3 separate regions of the Mus musculus genome follow, and all the other regions are linked to region 1. A link is a contact called in public Hi-C and HiChIP or PLAC-seq data. All regions are on one chromosome and are shown on one strand. Each heading gives the region's core, a stretch centred on a gene start, on an enhancer-like site or on the middle of the called end of the contact. The rest is flanking DNA. Distances are from core to core; before and after follow the strand shown.

What was found. Hi-C and Micro-C count contacts between places; a contact is called where the count stands out from the background. HiChIP or PLAC-seq counts read pairs in DNA pulled down with a chosen protein or histone mark.
Region 2: a Hi-C map of embryonic stem cells shows a contact between it and region 1, with 2.2 times the contacts expected there. The contact joins two enhancer-like sites. A contact is called at or near these places in 8 of 39 promoter capture datasets (the 3T3-L1 cell line, the C10 cell line, the HPC-7 cell line and 4 more), 1 of 15 datasets of contacts at CTCF or cohesin (large pre-B cells), 4 of 484 Hi-C or Micro-C datasets (B cells, centroblasts, embryonic stem cells and 1 more) and 1 of 115 datasets of contacts at active chromatin or transcription factors (memory CD8 T cells).
Region 3: a contact with region 1 is called in an H3K27ac HiChIP or PLAC-seq map of embryonic stem cells, with 9 read pairs. The contact joins two enhancer-like sites. A contact is called at or near these places in 4 of 115 datasets of contacts at active chromatin or transcription factors (embryonic stem cells, epiblast stem cells and thymic regulatory T cells).

Annotation. Positions count from the first base shown.
Region 1 is chr10:60,026,417-60,030,459 of GRCm38.p6, reverse strand. The region is part of intron 5 of Ascc1 (activating signal cointegrator 1 complex subunit 1); the gene reads right to left. Among named protein-coding and RNA genes, the nearest start is that of Anapc16, 25 kb to the right of the region's middle. Within about 2 kb of position 2,064, at least 113 of the 459 cell types and tissues checked have an H3K27ac peak or open chromatin away from gene starts, as enhancers often do. A contact at or near this core is called in embryonic stem cells, where this site is marked.
Region 2 is chr10:60,146,197-60,150,239 of GRCm38.p6, reverse strand. Gm51802 (predicted gene, 51802) reads left to right here. Exons shown (of 2, transcript NR_168572.1): 2 at 2,370-2,697. Among named protein-coding and RNA genes, the nearest start is that of Gm51802, 14 kb to the left of the region's middle. Within about 2 kb of position 1,964, at least 7 of the 459 cell types and tissues checked have an H3K27ac peak or open chromatin away from gene starts, as enhancers often do. A contact at or near this core is called in embryonic stem cells, where this site is marked.
Region 3 is chr10:59,917,595-59,921,637 of GRCm38.p6, reverse strand. All of the region lies in intron 2 of Gm40673 (a long non-coding RNA gene), which reads right to left. Among named protein-coding and RNA genes, the nearest start is that of Gm40673, 10 kb to the right of the region's middle. Within about 2 kb of position 1,972, at least 112 of the 459 cell types and tissues checked have an H3K27ac peak or open chromatin away from gene starts, as enhancers often do. A contact at or near this core is called in embryonic stem cells, where this site is marked.

The sequences.
Region 1 (4,043 bases), core at 815-3,314:
AAATAAACACCAAGTTCACACTAAACTAATTAGTACATATTTGAATTTTTATTATAGGGTGGGTTTGGAGGAAGGTTTGCCAACAAGCCCCGAATTCTCTTGTCCCTTGTCTTTGTATTTGTGACAGGGTCTCACGGTATACAGCCCAGGCTGAGACTATACAGCCAGCATTCAGTGGTGGGGGTGTTGCCAACCCCCAACTCCCCACCCCCTTCAACCCCACAGGGATGGGAAGTCTACCATGGGCTGAAATAGTCAAAAGAAACCCTTTCTTCCCTGTTCCTTTCTTAAATTGTTCTTTATTTATTATTTAAATTATTATATCATTTATGTGCACACACCCACACACATGCTCAAGCCACAGCACATGTGTTGGGGTCAAACAGGAATTTTGGGGCATCAGCTGTATCTTTCCATTATGTGGGTCCCAGGGCTTGAACTCAGGTCATCAGGCTTGGCAGCAGGCGCCCTGACTCACTGAGCCCTCTCAACCGCCCCATTACACTGTTTTTTTCTTTCTTTCTTTTCTTTCTTTCTTTCTTTCTTTTTTTTTTTTTTTTTTTTTTTTTTTTTGGTTTTTTTGAGACAGTGTTTCTCTGTATAGCCCTGGCTGTCCTGGAACTCACTTTGTAGACCAGGCTGGCCTTGAACTCAGAAATCCGCCTGCCTCTGCCTCCCAAGTGCTGGGATTAAAGGCGTGCACCACCACACCTGGCTATACTGTTTCTGTCAAGGGTTTTGTCACAATCACAGGAAGCCAGCTAATCCACCTTACCATACCCTTTGCAAGGCTATCACCTTTATCTGCTTGAGTTCGATTGCCAGGGAAACACTGAATACTGAGAAACTAAATGCACAACAGAGCACAGAACAAAGGAGCCGCTCAAGGTCACATAACCTCAAGTCTTTAGGAGGTTTTGAGTCATGAGGTTATCCGGTCTTTAGCTCTACTGGAAATTCATAAGTAACCTTACTGGGAAATCTTTTAATAAGTAGAGAAACACTAAATTTTACCCTGCCTAATACTGCCACCACCAAAATAAACATAAAAATAAGCCAACCATATCTCTTCTAGCATGGTCTAAATTTAATATAAGACCAAACGATCTCTAAGACAGTGGTCTAAGTCTCCAGGGCCATTGTTCCCCTTTGCTCGGAATAGAGACTCCTACCTCAAGCCTGCTCATGGAAACGCATCAAGACCAACATCAAGTTCTTTACCCCAGGGTTTAATTACACTGGGCCCTGCTCCAAGTCTGCCATTATTTGGAGCTGGAACTGTTCTGCTCCATTAGGTTGGCCACCCAGGCTGGCGCCTGAAAATTCTAATGCTATTGACCTTCCACCCAGGAGAGGCAAGCAGGAAGTAACAGGAGGTTCCCGGGCAGCTCTGTCTGGATGAAAATAAGCATGCTTCCTTATGGCAAAGTCACATCTCCGAGGTTCTGCTTCTTTACACGTTAAGTAGGGTCTCAAAACAAATCCAAAGCAGCCTCCATCAGAGAAGTGCGTTGAAGCCCAAGCCAGAGTTCAGAGCCCCCAGTGTACGGCCTTAACTCTGCACCAAGCTGCTGCTTGTGGCCTACCACTGGCAACCACATCATCACCTCGGGCTTGCTCTGATTTGAGCTTCTTTTCTATCCTAGGAACCGAACTTACAGCTTCTCACATGCTAGGCAAGCATGCTACCACTGAGCTACATCCTGGCCCTTCTTTATGTTGAGACAGAATCTCACTAAGTTATTCAAGCCATCCTTTTACTCCATAGATAGCCCAGCGAGGGCCTGCACCTGCCATCCTTCTGCCTCAGTACCCCAGCAGCTAAGGTGGACAGCATCACACCCTCAGGCCCATCTCATGTCTGGTCTGGCACCCCAGGAAATGCTGGCGATGTACCTCTAGCACTGACAAGCTTGGGGGAGAGGCCCAGACAGTGAATGCTCCACCATGGAGCACTCCTTCTGCTTCCTTACCACTCAAGAGCAAGAGCCGAGCAGAGGGGAGCTTGCACGGGTGCACCTGCCTGTGGGCGTGCCTGCAAGCAGACAGGAAGCTCCCAGGCCTACAAGGCCGTGCTCACTGTGCAATGACTAAGAAACGAGCTTAGAAGAATCTGATCACTGTGCTCTGCCTTGACAGTAGATGCTGACTAGCAGGGACAAAAATAATCATCAATTATATACACGTCTGTCATCTTTTAGCAGGTCCAGGAGTTATGAAAGCTTGAGCCTTACTTGGCATTACTGTCCCAGGCTCTAATTCCACTGTTACCAGCCCACTGTGGCTAGACAAATCATTTCATGTTTCTCAGCTTCAGCTTCCTCTTCCATGAAAGAAGAGAGATCGCCTACCTTACCTCTAAGTCAAAGGTCCTATGCATCATTCACACAAAGCCCATGAATACGGAAGGACCTGCTAAGAAAATAGATAGGCCTTTGTGACAGACTCACCAACTCACTTCCTGGGACCCTGTGCAAACAGAAAGGAAATAAACATAAGGGCCTGCCTTCTTGCTCATTATATTTATTATTTTATGGCAAAGCTCCAACAAAGCACTTCAGGCAAATGATGTAAACTTCATCAGCATAGGAAGTTATTCAAATAAGGCAGAGTGCTGAGTGTTTGGCTCTGTAACCAGACACACCTAGCTGCTCTCAGCTCAGCATCTGTGAAACACCTCTGTCTCAGGCCATTCAGGAGACTGAATGAAATTTAATGAGGTCTCTGGCACACAGCAGCAGGGCTTCCTCCTGCTTTTTACATGCCTAGGTTTACACAAACCACTCTACAGTCCCCGTGCTAGCAGGACTGGGAACTAAATTAGGCTCTGCTGAGTCATTTTCATTATTCCTTTAAAATGTTTAGGAAAACCGACTTCCTCTGAGAGCCTCTATGTGTTATTAATGAATACTTTGTTGAGCTATATAAACTGATTCTTCTGGCTTATAAATTCTCTCTATTCAGAAAGTAGAGAGGTTCTTAGTAAGACAGAACAGTCAAGAATCAGCCATCATGTACCAGAGAAAAGAGCTTCACCATACAGTGCTTAAGTTTCCAGCCACTAAAGAGAAGAGCCTCTCCCTTCCTAAAGGAGGGACGCACTTCGGTTCTGTGAGAGCCGTGGCGACAAGCTTATGTTCCTCAAAGCTTAATGTGCCTCCCAAAGCAGCTTATAAGCATTAGTGCATTAGTGAGCACTGCTTCCAACAAAAGTGGGTCTCAAAGGCGGACCCTGATGACTCTGACCTCAGTGACTATCCAACCAAACTGGACCGAGGTAGCTCAGCTTCTACTCTGATTCTCCCACTCCCGTGCCCCCTTTCAGCAAAGCTAGGCACGGAACCCAGAGTCTCAGAACACTGGACACTGGGGAAGCACTCCACCACTGAACAGCACTCCCTGCCCCTCAGCAGGAACCTGACACCACTGTGTCCCTTGCTGCTGCTCTCTAATCCATAGGGATACTCCAAATCCTGATTGGTGTAATGATGTTTAACAACACAGCCAGCTGACACTCGTGCAGCACTAGCTACATGCCGTGGTCTGCTCTGAAATGACGTCATCTTCTTCATCCTGCAACACTGTGACTCCCGAACTATTACTACCTTCACTTTAGAGAAACTCTCCAAACATCCCAAATATGCCAGGCACCCTGGCTTCTCTCAAGAGGCGCTATGAACAGGCTCCTAACTGGTACCAGGCTCTTTCACCTCAGGCATCCTCCACAGCACCTTCATGACTATTTTTCAACAATGCTAAATTTACCACCCCAGGTTTTTACAGGAGATAAGCAGGTTAGGCTTCCTCAGGAGCTGGAAGCTATTTACCTGTCCTCTCTGGATCTACATCACTCCCGCCTACCCACTTTCCCGTCCTGAGAAACTGCATCCTTCTGTGAACAACTCCAGGGGAGCCCAGCAGAAATCCCCGCCCTTCCTTCAAGATTCTCCATGTCACTGGCCTTAGCAAGCCTTCTCCTCCGGGTGCCCAGCACATGGCTCCAGCAGCTCTCCCCTGGCAATACTAGTTCTGGGAGAAGTCTG
Region 2 (4,043 bases), core at 715-3,214, 120 kb before region 1:
GAACTATGACCTTAGCTAGTGTCACTCTTAGACTTTTTTTTTTTGGTTTTTCGAGACAGGGTTTCTCTGTGTAGCCCTGGCTGTCCTGGAACTCACTTTGTAGACCAGGCTGGCCTCGCACTCAGAAATCCGCTTGTCTCTGCCTCCCTAGTGCTGGGATTAAAGACTTTTATCTACACGAAACTCAGGCACTGTGGGCCTCAGTTAAACTTGCAAGTACGGTTCAGGGCCACTAAATGTTGAATAAGAAATGTTTGGCAGTGACCATCTTTGTCTGACAGCAAGGCTGGGTTATTATTATTAAATACTGGGTTTTGTTTTTGTTTGGTGCTGGGATTGAACCCAGGGTTTTCCCATGTCACACATACTCACACTTTCTGCCACAAACTACAACCACAGGCTTGGGCCATTATTTCAACACTCTATAGAGTTTTACTTATATACCAATTTTTAAAAAAATTTTTTTGCTTCAATTCATGACATAGCTGAGGATGACCTTGAACTCCTGACTCCTGCGCCTGCCTCCTGAGTGCTGAGATTACAGGCTCCCAGGCACAGCAGGCTTTACGTAAGCTGGGGATGTATCCAGGGCTTCTTGCCCTTATGTGTTAACTCCATCAACTGAACTATCCTTAGACCCTAGTCTTGGTTTTAAATGCAATTTAAAAAAAATTAAGATTTATTTTATTTTCATATATGTGAGTACACTATAGCTGTCTTCAGACACACCAGAAGAGGGCACTGGATCTCCTTACAGATGGTTGTGAGCCACCAAATGGTTGCTGGGAATTGAACTCAGGACCTCTGGAAGAGCAGTCAGGGCTCTTAACCATTGAGCCACCTCTCCAGCCCTTAAAAATTTTGAGATTATAATTTAATTACGTGTCTCCCATCCCTTTCCTCCCTCAAGCCCTCCCATAGACCCCTCACCTTCAAATTCATAGCCCTTTCTTTCCTAATTGTTATCATAAGCATATATGTACAGACATATACATCCCTAAATACAACCTGTTACGTCTGTATAATGCAACATACATGTGTGCTTTCAGGGCTGCCCATTTGGCACTGGATAACCAACCGGTGTGCTCTTCCCTGAGGAAGACCACTTCTCCAGCCCCCAGCAAGCCTCAGTTGCGTAGAGCACTGTATGTAGGGTTCAGGGTTCCCGGATTCTCCCCCATCCTGTTTGGCCGGTCCAGCAGATTTGTCCTTCTGCAGCTTATGTTTGGGTGGTCATACTGGTTAGACTTTATGGATGTAGCTTCTGACGTTACTAGGCAACACAACCTCACAGCAAACTCCCTGATCCTCTGGCTCTTACAGCCTTTCTGTTCCCTCTTCTGTAGTGCTCCCTGAGCCTTAAGTGTGGCAGTATTTTGTAGATGTATTCACTAGGGTGGAGTGTGCTCCACAGGTCTGCATTTTGATTGGTTGTGGATTTCTGTAATGGTTTCTGTCTGTTGCAAAGATAAATATAATTCTTCATAGTATATTCCCAATATTTATTTATTTCAGAAGAGACCTTCTTAGGTAGCCCAGGCTAGCCTCAAACTTATGATCCTCCTGCCTCAGCCTGAGGAAGTTTAGAAATTCAAGATTAGTCTCTGCTACATGAGTTCAAAGCCATCTTGGACTGCATGGGACCTTGTCTCAAAACATTTTTTTTCCTTTTTTTTTTTTTCACTTTTTTTAAAAATTAGGTATTTTCCTCATTTACATTTCCAATGCTATCCCAAAAGTCCCCCATACCCACCCCCCTCAAAACATTTTTTTTAAAGGAAGAAGGAAGGAAGAGAGGACGGGAGGGAGGGTGGAAACACTTTGCTTTTAGTCTCCTTCCTGCCTACCCCATTCTTACCTCCCGCTTTGAACCTGAAAAACCTTGTTAGCTTTCAGTCCTAGGTGATGGCTCTTCCTGGTGGCCAGAGCCTTGTTTAGCACAATGCTTGGGCGCCCTCTGGTGGCGTTTGGAGGAAATACTTAGGCCAGAGCCCAGGTCTCACTCTCTAGTTACCTCTGGACCCCTCTGTAGCCTCTTTACTTGTCTTTCTGCTCAATTTACTCCGCATATGACCCTGCACAGCATCTTTTTATAAATCCTCAGGTCTTCCCAGATGTGACTGATTGTTTTAGAATCCCAAAAAGTCATCCTGGATCCTGGGTGGGCTTGACTCCACAACCTGGTGCTCTCTTAGAAGCAGGACATAGAGACATGCAGAGAAGACTGGATGGAAACAGAAAAGGGCTGGAAGGAGCTCCTTTTCTTTTTTTCCACTCTGTTTTTTTTAATTGGTTACTTTATTTACATTTCAAATGTTATCCCCCTTCCCAGTTAACCCCCTGACCTCCCCCATCTCCCCTGCTTCTAGGAGGGTGATCACCTGTTGGGAGCTATTAAGACAACACAATTGTCCTGATCTCTGAATTGGGCCTCTCCCCCCAAGAAGAAAAAGGGGTCAAAAGCGGGCCACCGACACACCGTTCCGAGAACAACCACAGAATGTTCCAGCCCTAAATCAGCGCCAGATATCTGGACCACACCCTGATACCACCAAGTTCCAGCTTCCCCGTGTAACTGCCAAAAGAAAAATTTCCACTGCCCCACCCCTCCCGCTGATAAGTACTTGTACTTCCCCTTTTGCTTGTGCATTTAAGCCTTGAGCCTTTCTCAATACAGCGGGACCTTCTTGCCACTCAGAATGTTTCCGTGTCGTTCTTGCACTTGGTCCTCATATCTCTCTACCCCCCATTTGGTTCTTAGGAGAAGGTCCCCTCGAGACCCTCGAATAACTGGACCTGCTGGACGGGTCACTCACCCACCCACCCACCCCCTCCCACATCAGCACCCTAGCCCTCCCCAGGACCAAGGGGATCCCCTCCCATTGATGCCAGATAAGGCCATCCTCTGCTAATATGCAACTGGAGCCATGGATTCCCCATGTGTACTCTTCAGTTGATGGTTTAATCGCTGGAGGATTGGGGGGTGGGGTGGGGCTGGCTGGTTGATATCGTTATTCTTCCTATGAGATTGCAAACCTCTTCAGCTCCTTCAGTCCTTCCCCTAACTCCTCCATTGGGGTCCCTGTGCTCAGTTCAATGCTTGGCTTCGAGCATCTGCATCCATATTGGTCAGACTCTGGCAGAGCCTCTCAGGGGACAGCCATACCAGGCTCCTGTCAGCAAGCGCTTCTTGGCATCAGCAATAGCATCTGGATTTGGGTTCATTTTCAAACCAAGGACACTTACCAGCAGCAGATGCCAGGAGAAAGGCACCGGCTGGACCACCTCGGAGCCTCCCAAAGTAGCCTGAACCTTCATCTCAGACATCTGTTCTCCAGAACCCAGCATATCACATTTCTGCGACTCTACCCGGCTGGTGGCCATTTGTTGCCCCAACCTTAGAATCTAGAATATAATCCCAGGAGGTCCCATTCTTCCTACAACAAATGGGCCACTAATGTGAAGCCTCGGGGCTAGAGTGTTCACTGCCTCTCATCTGTATGACAGTCTCATTGTTTGAGAGTTCTGTCTCCTGAGACAACTGAGGATTCCACCAGGGTTAGATCCTGCCATCTCTGCTGGGTAGGGCTCTAGGAGTGAGACTCATAGAGGAGGCAGCACCTGACCTGGACCTTAACGGCTGGAGTGGCAAGAAATAGAAACAGGTGGGCCCTCGGCTTGGTCCTTATGACAGAGCATGGAAAACTGAAGTGGAAAGGAAGGTGTGGGCCATGGACCTTTCTGTTTCTATCTAACTAGGCATTGAGACACAAGCCTGAAACAGAGGCATGTGGCTGAGCGGGATCGAGGTTAGCTTTAAGATGTGAAGGGTCCTAGTGAGCTGCCTGGTCTGGCCTCAGTAGGAGAGAATGCACTTAGTCCTGATGAGACTTAATGTGCCAAGGCAGGTTGGTACCCAAGGAGGCCTCCTGTTCTCTGAAGAGAAAGGAGATGAAAGGTGGGTGGGAAAGAGGATGTGGGAGAAGAGGAGGAAGGGGGGCTGCAATCAAGATATAAAGTGTGGGGCCGTGAAAGGCAGCCTG
Region 3 (4,043 bases), core at 723-3,222, 110 kb after region 1:
CGGGATTCAGATGTCCTTTCAGGCCACGCCTGTGCCAGATGGCAGGCTCGGGTTAGCAATCACGAGCCTTGCTGGGCTTGGAGCTTCAGCTTCTTCCAAGAGACTGACTTTTGAGGAATCCTCCGGCTTGGGAGGCATGACGTATTTGCCGTGGTTCCAGCTGCTAATGAAACCTATGTCTAACAGCCCAGGAAGAACACCGTCTTCCTGACACAGTGTCCTCACCCCTGTTTTCATGTTTACGGGCATCAGGTGCTTGGCACAGGCTGCCACGCCCAGCTGAGAAAACAACCTGCCAGAACTTCCAGTCCCTCTGCCACTCCTGGCTAGCCTGCCACCCTGCGCCACGCCCCTACTGGCCAGAGCACCGCCCGCTCGCTCGCTTTTCTTTTGTCCCCTGCTTGGTCTATTTGCTTGCTTAGACTGTTGTTTATCAACAGGGAGCAGAACATTGGGCTGGCAGCAGAAATGCACGTGGCAATGGTGGCACCGCCCCACACCCCGCCATCAACACATTCCTACGAGCTGTTTGCCGCTGTCTAAGCTGGGTGCGCACACATTTGCATCAGCTCCTGCCAACACAGCTGGGCCTCCAGCTCGTGCACGCAAAAGCCCCCTGGTTTTGCCAAACGTATTCCCGAGTTCACGGGTACAAGAACATCACATGCTCCTCCCTCTGAACTGGGCGGGCCAACCAACCGTTGCTTGCTGCTGCGAGATCTCGGGCAGTGAATTTAACCTCTCTGGGCACCAGATGCTTCGTTGTAAATAGGAATAATAATTACTTCCAGAAGGTGAACATATGTGGCTTTCATGAGGGCGTTATGACCTCTGTGAGGGCTTTCCTATAGGCTTCGAGGCTTAGGAGGGAACAGCCACCCACCCGGGCTGTTGGGACTGGAGTTTCCACTCTAGAATCTGGTCCTGGGCTTTCTGTGTCGCCCTCCCGCTGTTAGATAGCCTTGTGAACAGACAGTACCAGCTGAGAGCTTTGAGTCAGGCCCATCACCTGTCCACAACCCTTCTTAGGAAGAACGGGTATAAAGACTGTGTGGACTACTGTGATATGAACCAGAAGCTTGGGAATTCTGTCCGCAGCCGCAGGGGCTTGTGGGGGGAAAGCAGAGGCACAGTTTGAGCATTGGCCACTTCCTGTCCCCCTTCTCTTGGCCTCTGTGAGCCCAAGTCTATGCTTTCATTCTATCTGCTGGAGACCTGATTTTTGAATTGGGGGCTACCCCACTCATCATTGCCACATCTGGGGGCCTCACTCAAGCTGTCCTACCTGCCACGGGGACCATCTCCTGCTCCTGACTTCTCCTCTGTCTGTCTCAGCCCTCAGGCCCCTTCCTGGCAGTAGCCACTTTGTTGCTGTTGTAGAAATTATGTTGCCTGCTTGCTTTGTTGTTATTGTTTTTATTAATTAGAGTCTCAGAAACTGCACGCCTTAAATCCCAGCACTCAGGAGACAGAGGCAGGTAGATCTCTGTGAGTTCGAAGCCAGCCTGGTCTACAGAGAGCAAGTTCCAAAGACAGCCAGGGCTGCACAAAGAAACTCTGACCTGAAAAAAAAAAAAAAAACCGACAAAAAGCCAGCGTCTCTTGTATCCCAGACAGGCTAGAACTCACTAAGGAACCAAGGATGCCCTTGAACGTCTGATCCTCCCACTTGTACTGCCTGAGTGTCCTGACAGGGTGTGTACCACCACACCCAGATTATGAGGTGCCAAAGATCGAACACAGGGCTCCTTTCTAGATGTGTACCACGAACCACACTCCTAACCCGGCTAGCAACTTTCTTGTTTTGTTTTGCTTTTTTTTTAAAACCGTGGCTCCACTCTTGCAGGAGGGAGGGGAACCGAATGTGCAGAGAGGCCTGAGAAATGCCTGGAAAGCCGGGGCAGAGCACGCTGGACAGCTGTTGCTGCAGAGGCAAAGCTGGAGACTGGCACTGACTCAGGCTTTTCTAGCAAACAGGATGTCGGCTCCCCCAGACTGTAGTGACGTACACTGATTCCTGCACACGGGATGGGATGATGGGAAGCTGGTGGTGGTGGGCAGATCCCGACCTGACCCCTGCTGAGGCCATGCTTCCTTTTTTCTACATGGAGGGATTCCCTCAGAGAGCCCTGTTGGCCTAGCAGAACTGTGGCAGATTGTCCCTCCTTACTCTCCAGAAACCCAGCAGGAGTACAAACAGGGAGACTCACATGTCAAGATTCCGCTGGACTCAGTGGCCCAGGCCTGCCATCACAGTTTAGGAGACTGTGGCTAGAGAATCCCAAGTTCAAGGCCAGCCTGAGCAACTTATTAAACTTCTAAAAATTAAAAGGAAAAGGAAGGGCCGTGAGGTGGCTCAGCTGGCGACGGAGCCTGCAGGCACCACAGCTTCAGGTCCTCGGATTCCACAGCCTAAGTAGTGTATTTAGTAGTTTTTTTCCTTGGGATTATTTTTCTACTTTTTTTTTTTTTTTTTTGAAACAGGGTTTCTCTATGTAGTCCTGGCTGTCCTGGTTATGAGCAATGATATGTATGCTTATGTGTATGCTTGCGTGTATGTGTGTGTGAATATATATGTGTGTGTGTGTGTGTGTACATGTGTATGATGTATGAATATGTGTATATATGCATATACATATATGATATTTATGTATATGATGTGTATTTGTATATGTTTATGTTATTTGCTTTTTCAAGACAGGGTTTCTCTGTGTAGCCCTGGCTGTCCTGGAACTCACTCTGTAGGCCAGGCTGGCCTTGAATTCACAAAGATCCCCCTGCCTCTGCCTCCCAAGTGCTGGGATTACTAGTGTGCACCACCACTGCCTGGCTTCCTTGGGATTTCTTTTGTCAGAGTTGTTGGGAATTATGTTGAATCTGGTGCCTCAAACAACAGACATAGGCTGGGCACGTGTCTTGGCTGTTAGAGTGCTTGCTTAAAACACGTGAAATCCCTGCTCAAGCTCCAACACTGCATAGCCTGCCTAGCGGTGCACACCTGTGATCCCAGTCTTTGAGAAGTAGATGGAGGAGGAAGTTCTGGGTTATCTTTGGGTACACTAGAGGTTTGTAGTTAGCCTGGGCTACTTAAGTCTCTGAATGAAACAAAGGAAAAACAAGACCCAGCAACATGCTAACAAGGACTGGCTCCGTCCAAGGTTGTGAGAGAGTCTCTGTCTTTAGCCTTGATCTGAGAGTTTGCTGGCAACCTGTCTCATGACTTGGCATCATAGAAGCGTCACCGAAAAGTCTGTCTATCTCTTCACATGGTATGTCCCCTGAGTCCCTCTTGCACACATACTTACATGTGAATGTCCATTTGACTCATAATGACCTCAGTCTGAACTGTGGCTTCCCTGACGGCAAAGGCTGAAATGCAGTTTGTGGCTTTCAGGGATTTTTCTCACAGTAATGTGTCATGACCTGCTTGCTCTCTGCCTCCCTTCTGTGCCAGGGATGGAACTCAGAGCCTTGCCAGTTCCAAGCAAATGCTCAAAAGCTAGCTATGGCCTCAGTCCTTGTTTTGTTTTTTTGTTTTTTGTTTTTGGTTTTTTGAGACAGGGTTTCTCTGTGTAGCCCTGGCTGTCCTGGAACTCATATTGTAGACCAGGCTGGCCTCGAACTCAGAAATCTGCCTGCCTCTGCCTCCCGAATGCTGGGATTAAAGGCGTGTGCCACCACGCCCGGCCTTGCTTTGTTTTTTTGTTTGTTTGTTTTGTTTTGTTTTTAATTTATTATTAATGTAAGTACACTGTACCTGTCTTCAGACACTCCAGAAGAGGGTGTCAGATCTTGTTATGGATGGTTGCTAGCCACCATATGGTTGCTGGGATTTGAACTCAGGACCTTCAGAAAAGCAACTGGTGCTCTTAACTGCTGAGCCATCTCACCAGCCCCTTGCTTTGTTTTTTGAGGCAGCATTTTACTATGAAGCCCAGGCTGGCCTTAGAGATGGGATCTTACTATGTAGGCCAGGCTGGCCTTGAACTCATCACCCTTGTCACAGCCTCCCAAGTGCTGGGAGCAGAAGTGTGTACCTCCAC